2 separate regions of the Danio rerio genome follow, and region 1 is linked to region 2. Evidence: chromatin contacts called from public Hi-C data. All regions are on one chromosome and are shown on one strand. Each heading gives the region's core, a stretch centred on a gene start, on an enhancer-like site or on the middle of the called end of the contact. The rest is flanking DNA. Distances are from core to core; before and after follow the strand shown.

Region 1 (3,731 bases), core at 1,020-3,519, 170 kb after region 2:
TATACCCAAAACAAATATTCATGCCATTTCCAACACACACAAAAAATGTTCATTTATTTAAAAATTTAAAAGAACTGTAAATAATAAATAAATTTTCAACATTATAAGAATGGTGGTTTAAGCTCAGCAAAAATATTTTTGAACATGGGCAAAGCATGGCAAAGCCTGTCTGTTATGTGGTTAATTTGATGAGCGCACTGTTTGAAGACTCAGAGGAAGCGCTCTGCATCTGAGAGTGTGTTGTCAGCTCTGTGCAAATTTTATGGAGATGTCAGTGAGCTGAAACACTCTCCCACTGTTTAAGACCCACCAGTGCCACATATATGAGGCCTCTATGTGCTCATATTTAAAGAATATGGCCCAGAAAGAGAAACAAACCGAGTAAATCACTGACGTTTTCGCTGTGGCTGAAGATTAAAAATTAACTTTTAAATTAAAAAATTCAGAGACGAATAAAACTTTAAATCCAGCTCGACTCCAACCCAAAATACTCCATGCATGCGAGCTGTAATTTATGCATCCCGCGTGAGAAACCCACAAGACGAATGTTCTCTGCTTGGGATGCACATTTGCATATAATATTTAATCAACGAGGAATATGTTTGAAGACTCTATGAAATGACTCGAGAAGTAAGTTTTAAAGTATTTTTATAATAAAAATAAAAAATTATTTTTTAATATACTGGATATAAATGTATGCATTTTAACTGCTAAATTTTAGTTTCATATATTTAATATATAAACATTGCAAATACATACATAAATGCATAAGATTGTTTAAAAAAAAAATATATATATATATATATATATATATAAATAAATAAATAAATAAATAAATATATATATATATATATATATATATATATATATATATATATATATATATATATATATGTATATATATATGTATATGTATATATGTGTGTGTGTATGTATAATTATATATATATATATATAAATAAATAAATAAATAAATAAATAAATATATATATATATATATATATATATATATATATATATATATATATATATATATATATATATATATATATATATATAATTAAAATTGAAAGCTGCATTTAATATATATTATATAAAATATAAAAATACAGTTAACTGCCTTCAATAAAATATTATATACCATAAATATAGAACATATATTAATAATTAATTTTAAATTAGGTGTAATTTTAATTCATCGCAAGTGTAAAAAATATAACAGTTAATACATGTATGAATTGTCTATAATCAAATGTACCTACGTTTATTTTTATGTAATTTTTATATAAAAAAATATTTATATCAAAATATCTATTTAAAAAATATTTAAGTGTAAAATAATTTTCTATATATAAGCTATATATATGTGAAAATATACAAATTTCATACTATGCAAACAAATGTTTATATATGCCTGCATTCAATATATATTTCATCTTTAAGCTCATGGAGAAATCAGGAATATCCTCAAGCTCAACGATGACCATCTCAATCTCAATTACAGCGACCACATGTTTGCGAAACATCCCTAAATAACAGGAATCAAGTCTCTTGTTCGTCTCCCGGGATGGCGCAATCAATTTTCCCAGGGAAGAGCGTGGCAGGAATGGCAATCAAAGCAGCAGGACACTTTCTGCTTTCTCATAACAGCTCTGAAGGTGACAGCTGCATGACACGAAGCGCAAACGGCTCCATAAGGGCTTCATCTTCGCGTTAACATTTGCATGGCCATGAACGCAAGTAATGGGTGTGAGCCAATGTGAAAGGATGAACGTAAACATGACACACCGGTCTGTTATTAGACCTAACCCTGACGCCTGGCAGGGAGTCCTGGCAAAATTCACCATTAGATGCTGAGAGCGTTTATGTTGGACAGATGGAAAATACAGTTCAAAACATCCCTCCGACTGCTCGCCTCATCAAAGACTTGATTATTTTTCCACTTCTGACATACTGAAATGTACGTCTTGGAGGAGCAGGAATCTCATAACGGCTCTTCAGTAGAAAAATGACAATTATTTGAGAGAATGTGAACAACTATTACAAGAAAAAAAGCCATAAGGCAATTTGCTGTCATTATCGTGAAGGCTGTATATCTTGAGGTTGACATTAAACAGACCATGTCAGATTGAAGCACCGTGTATTAGACGAGAACATGTCGGAACGGGAACATGTTGTACACAAAGAACAAAGCGCGAGGTATTATACATGAGCAGTTAAAAGCCTTCAGTCTATAAAGAGCAGCGGGACAATGGCGGGAGCTGTCCAGCAGCACTGGTGCTGAAATGGCGAGGAAAGCGGATTTCTGTTTTGTGGAACATTAGCAGCCTCTAGAGGTGAGCACAATGAATCGCCAAGAAAAGAGTGTTGATTACCTGCCAACATTTGTTCAGTGTGTCTGAAATAAGGGAAAAATGGGAGTGTTGGCAGGTAAGAGCTTATTATTTGTTTAACTTCTGACACTGAAATGCACGTCTTAAATGAGTGGGGAATCTGGTTTTATTGATAGGAGATGAAAATGTGCTCACTATTTACTCACACTCAATGGTTCCATACCATTATCAGTTTCTTTCTTCTGCTAATTGAAAAAGATGAAAGCTGAATTCTAAAGCATTGCAGGTTTATAAAATGTTTTGAAGTAACTTTTTTTTGTGTTTAAATTTTTATTTTTGAGTAAACTATCCCTTTAAGGGTTATGATGCATTAAAGGGAAAATTCACCAAAAAAGAAAACGTCTTAACAATTTACACTTACTTCTTTTGGATCCATTCCTTTATTAATCTGGGCCACAGCGGAATGAACCAGCAACTTATCCAGCATATGTTTTACACAGCGGATGCCCTTCCAGCTGCAACCCATTAATAGGAAACACCCATACACATTCATTCACACACATACACTACAGAGAATTTAGCTCACCCAATTCACCTATAGCGCATGTCTTTGGACTGTTTCCTCCAGGTGCTGCGGTTTCCCACAGAACATGCAAACTCCACACAGAAATGCCAACTGACCCACCCGAGACTCGAACAGGAGAACTTCCATTGGGATTAGTATAAAAAAATACAATGGAAGTTGATGGCTACTGGTTTCCAAGTTTATTACTCCAATATCATCTTCTGTGTTCAAATGAATATGGATACTCAAACAAGGTTTGTGACAAGTGGAGGATGAACAAAGAGTGAACTGTCACTTTAAATGCATCACAACTGAGTCCTTATATAACGTGGCCTCAATAAATCAAATATATAACTATCATTTCTTTCAGCCCACATAAACCGTTTGCACATCATCCCTCATGACTGGACAGAAAACTGCGGCTATTGGTGTAAATAAACATCACTGTTAACTTGCAATGTGTACTACTGTGTTAAAAAATAAACATATTTAGAGGCATACATGATGATTCATACAGTTTTTACTGCAAAAGATACCAAAAGAAATAATTAGCTTCGAGAATATATTGAAAATTAAGATTAATTAGAGCTGTTAATATTTTTCTTGTCTTCAATATTACAGATTTTTGGGATCAGTGTTCATACAAACTAAATTCAGCATGGTCTTTTTTCAATTGTAGTCAATGAAAGTGTAATTGTGCTTGATTTAATATTGAAGTACTGAAGCGCTGGCATTTCTATCAGCTTAATTAGAGAATATTGTATCATATGTCCACCCACTTACAGTTCAAAACCATGGCACTGAAGAGCAGATTAAAAAGTAATTTCATGAAA
Region 2 (3,678 bases), core at 1,022-3,521:
GAGTCTCATTATTGTGTTCAATGTAAAAGTATTACTTAACAGCATACAGATACTGCTGAAGAAACTGCATATTGGGTTTAAATATGCAGAAAATGCTAAATATACTGAAGACTAGTGGACAGTTTGTCTCAGAACAGGAACCCATTGAGGAAAATTGAAAAAGTGATACTGTACAGTATTTTAACCACTTTGCACTGATTTGTGTATTTCACAGGATGTCAGCAGAGACATGATTAAGGATACCTTCGCCAGTCATGTCATGAAAATCATCGTCCTGAGCAGATCTGTAGAAGAGGAAGATGCCAGTAGATCTGATGTCATCATTGTCATCGAGGGAACTGAGGTGCTGCTGGGATGTAAAAATCTCACAAATGCATGTCTTTCACTCATGGGCTGCATTTACTCCCTAAACCTAAGCTATCCCCCAAAGCTGAGAAACACATTTGAAGTGTTTCAGAAAATCTTTCTTGGCCTAGATGCTTTAAAATTCTCTCCAAAGGTTAACTCTTTGCATAGAAAGCTTCTAATGTAATCTGCTAGTTGAGCACTACTTGCACTTATTTACACTACTTATGCTGTTTTACTGTTTTTTTTTTTTGTTTTTTTTTGCATGAAAGGTTGTTCAGAAAACAACTACAACTTCAACTACAGTACTGTTTAACATAACCATTCTTCTGGAGACTATAAATGCAGAGTTTTATTTTTTTATTTTTTGATGTTTTTGTTCCCTTAGTTTAATCTTATTGAAATTAAAGTTACCTAATGAAAGGCAGCTACTAGTTTGACATTATTTGCACTTTCACACTTTTGTATTTGATATCTGCAACTGAGATTTTTGTAAAATGTTTGTTATATTTAAAAAGGTATATTTTATGTTTATATGTTTAAATGTTTATGCATTTTAATGCATGTGTGATATTCTAAAAAAGTTTCCTGGAGTAAAATGCACTATAGTGCATCTGATGCTCTCATCTGTTAAGGAATCTCATAGAAATAAAAGTATTCAAGTAAAATGTATGTCTGTTATTTTGTTGACCACCATTTAAATACATCAACAACATCAAATAATATTTAAAGTAAAGGTTACTCAAAATTTTAAATAAGATAACTAGGATTATTGTGTAAAAAAAAAAACATTTATAAGCATTACTTAAGTAAAATATATAAACAAACAGTCAATACAGTTTACTGGGAAATTCCAAGTAAACTTTACTTGAGATTTTCTAATTAAAGCTACAGTTCCTTGTGTTTAGTTTTTACTTGGGAATTCTATTGAAATTACTCACATTTTCTAAGTGAAAAAACTTTCCTAACTTTTTTTAAGTAAATCCTACTCCAAATTTTTTTCAGTGTGTGTATAAACTCTCCTCCTGCATTTGACAGTCTGCCATCGTTCTCTTCTTGGCTTGTTTGCCTCTCTCCCTCAGTCTCACTGTAATGCAAGTCTTCTGCTGGTCCACAAAGCTCTTGGTTTCCACAAGCTTCCCAGAACGCCTGCTAACAAAATGATGAACTGACCTTGCTGTCATCGGGCAAGAAGGTGAACACAAAACCAGGTGTTTTAGCATTAATAAACCTGAAAAACCCCTCAGCTTCTTATTCAGAGGCCAAACCAGCGAGCTCCTGGAAGTCTGGATCTTCTCTGAACCGGATCAGACAGTTCCACCCTTTCTTGATCATCTGAACAGGGTTTCACTTTCAGTTTATTAGTAAAATGCTTCAAATTCCACGCTCACACTTGAAACCAGGATTAGATTCAGATCAAAACAATCCTGAATTAAACTGTCAGTGTCATCTGGTTTAGATGATATTAATTTATTAATCCTTTTTGTAGCTTGAGGAGGTCTTTCTTCTTCATCAGTATTTACACTGTTAACAAGTTGTCCATTGGCGTCTATCTCTATAACAGCAAAGTCTTGAGGTGAGTTTTTTAAGGTTCCATTGAAGCCTTCATGGTCTGATATAAAGCAGGAGAGTGTTTCTCTCCATTGTTGAGCCCTGAATGATAAAACTCGATCATTTTAGAGGTTTATTAGCTTGGATGTACATGTTGTTTGCATATATATAATGAATTATTTTGATCTGAGCGTGTTAACGTTACGATTATTATATTAAATAAACAGTTGAAATATTATTGCAATGGCTCGTGTTTTGTTAAAACAGAAACAGTGCAGATTTTTTACGAAAATCTAGTTTTGTTTAAGAATTTCTTTACTCACCCGCGTCCTGTTGTTGTTGTTGTTGTCGGTAGTTTCCGCAACACGTGGTCGCGCTCTTAAAGGCGCAGTAGCGCAGAAGACAACGTGCTTATGTTACTTATCTTAGTTTTTGAGTTTGTTAATATATTGTTCATTTGTTTCTCTTATTATAATAAGAGCCAGACACAAAATAGCATGTAATATTATGTTTTTTTTAAACGTGACAGTAAAATTCAAACATTAAAACAGTTGTACTATCATATAGTTTAAGATTTAAAAAAATATTTTTGAGTTTGAATTTACTTTGACAACATTCATTTTTAACTGTGTGTTCTTATCTAAAACCATAATATTGTTACTTGGATAAATTAGTTAAAAATTTTCTTTAAAAAAATGATTAAACAATTTAATAAATGTAAAGTTAGCAAAGACAAAAAAAGCCAATAAACAAAACTGAAATAATATAAAATTAACTAACAATATCCATTAAAAAGTACAGCAGCACCTTAATCAAACCAAATTAATAAAATTTGACATATATTAATGTCATCAATATTCAATACGTCTCATACTTATGGTAATTTAGACCCCATAATATAATTAAGACAACAAAAAACATGACTCCAAATGTAAAGGTATCTTTAAATCTTTTTATTTTTCTCTCTCCTCTCTTATACAATGCATAGAAAAAGACATTTAATGATTCTGCTCTGCAGACTGCAGCGTGTGCGTGACTCATCAGGGGTCAGCATTTTCCAAACAAAAAAACAGCGCAAAAAAATAGCTAAATATGGCACATGATTGACTATAATCATAATTATGTTTATATATAATCGCTATACATTATACAAAACCATATCTGTTTGTGTTATACATCATATACATAGGCTATGTGAACTACTTGAAGCAACGTTTGACTTTGCTAATTAAGCATATGGGGACATTCTGTACATTTCACATCAACAACAACAACAAAATGCAAAAACCATATGCTTCCTCATGAAAATGACTTGGAATTATTTTGTACACTGTATTTCATCAGTGTAACATCTGCTACTTGGCAGGCTCGATAATTAAACACCATTTTGATTTTGAGATATTTTTCCTGTTGAATTTGTCAGCTACAGTGTGTCCAACAAACTTTACATTCTGAATAAATTCTACACTTGAAGAAAAAAGGGTTTAAGGGCTCTTTAATGAGCACGATGTTTTCAAATAAGAACATTTGGTTACATTTTGTTTTAAGATGTCCTTGTTATAGTGTAACTATTCATTTAACTGGTTAACATTATTAATAAACCGCATGCACTTACTATGTTGGGGTTAGAATGCAGGTTAGCTGCATTATTGTAACTTCTATAGTATTTCCCAGAGATGGGTTGCGGCTGGAAGGGCATCCGCTGTGTAAAAACTTGCTGGATAAGTTGGCGGTTCATTCCGCTGTGGCGACCCCGGATTAATAAAGGGGACTAAGCCGAAA

What was found. Hi-C and Micro-C count contacts between places; a contact is called where the count stands out from the background.
Region 1: a contact with region 2 is called in a Hi-C map of an unstated tissue, with 4 times the contacts expected there. The contact joins two enhancer-like sites. A contact is called at or near these places in 3 of 18 Hi-C or Micro-C datasets (caudal fin, embryo and an unstated tissue) and 1 of 4 datasets of contacts at active chromatin or transcription factors (caudal fin).

Annotation. Positions count from the first base shown.
Region 1 is chr4:13,767,287-13,771,017 of GRCz12tu, forward strand. The region is part of intron 1 of grip1 (glutamate receptor interacting protein 1); the gene reads right to left. All of the region lies in intron 2 of LOC103910424 (a long non-coding RNA gene), which reads left to right. Among named protein-coding and RNA genes, the nearest start is that of grip1, 63 kb to the right of the region's middle. Within about 2 kb of position 2,270, at least 8 of the 62 cell types and tissues checked have an H3K27ac peak or open chromatin away from gene starts, as enhancers often do.
Region 2 is chr4:13,597,615-13,601,292 of GRCz12tu, forward strand. It overlaps LOC101884202, which reads left to right. Exons shown (of 9, transcript XR_012401967.1): 6 at 215-343. It also overlaps the pseudogene LOC101886176. Among named protein-coding and RNA genes, the nearest start is that of si:dkey-6a5.3, 26 kb to the left of the region's middle. Within about 2 kb of position 2,272, at least 26 of the 62 cell types and tissues checked have an H3K27ac peak or open chromatin away from gene starts, as enhancers often do.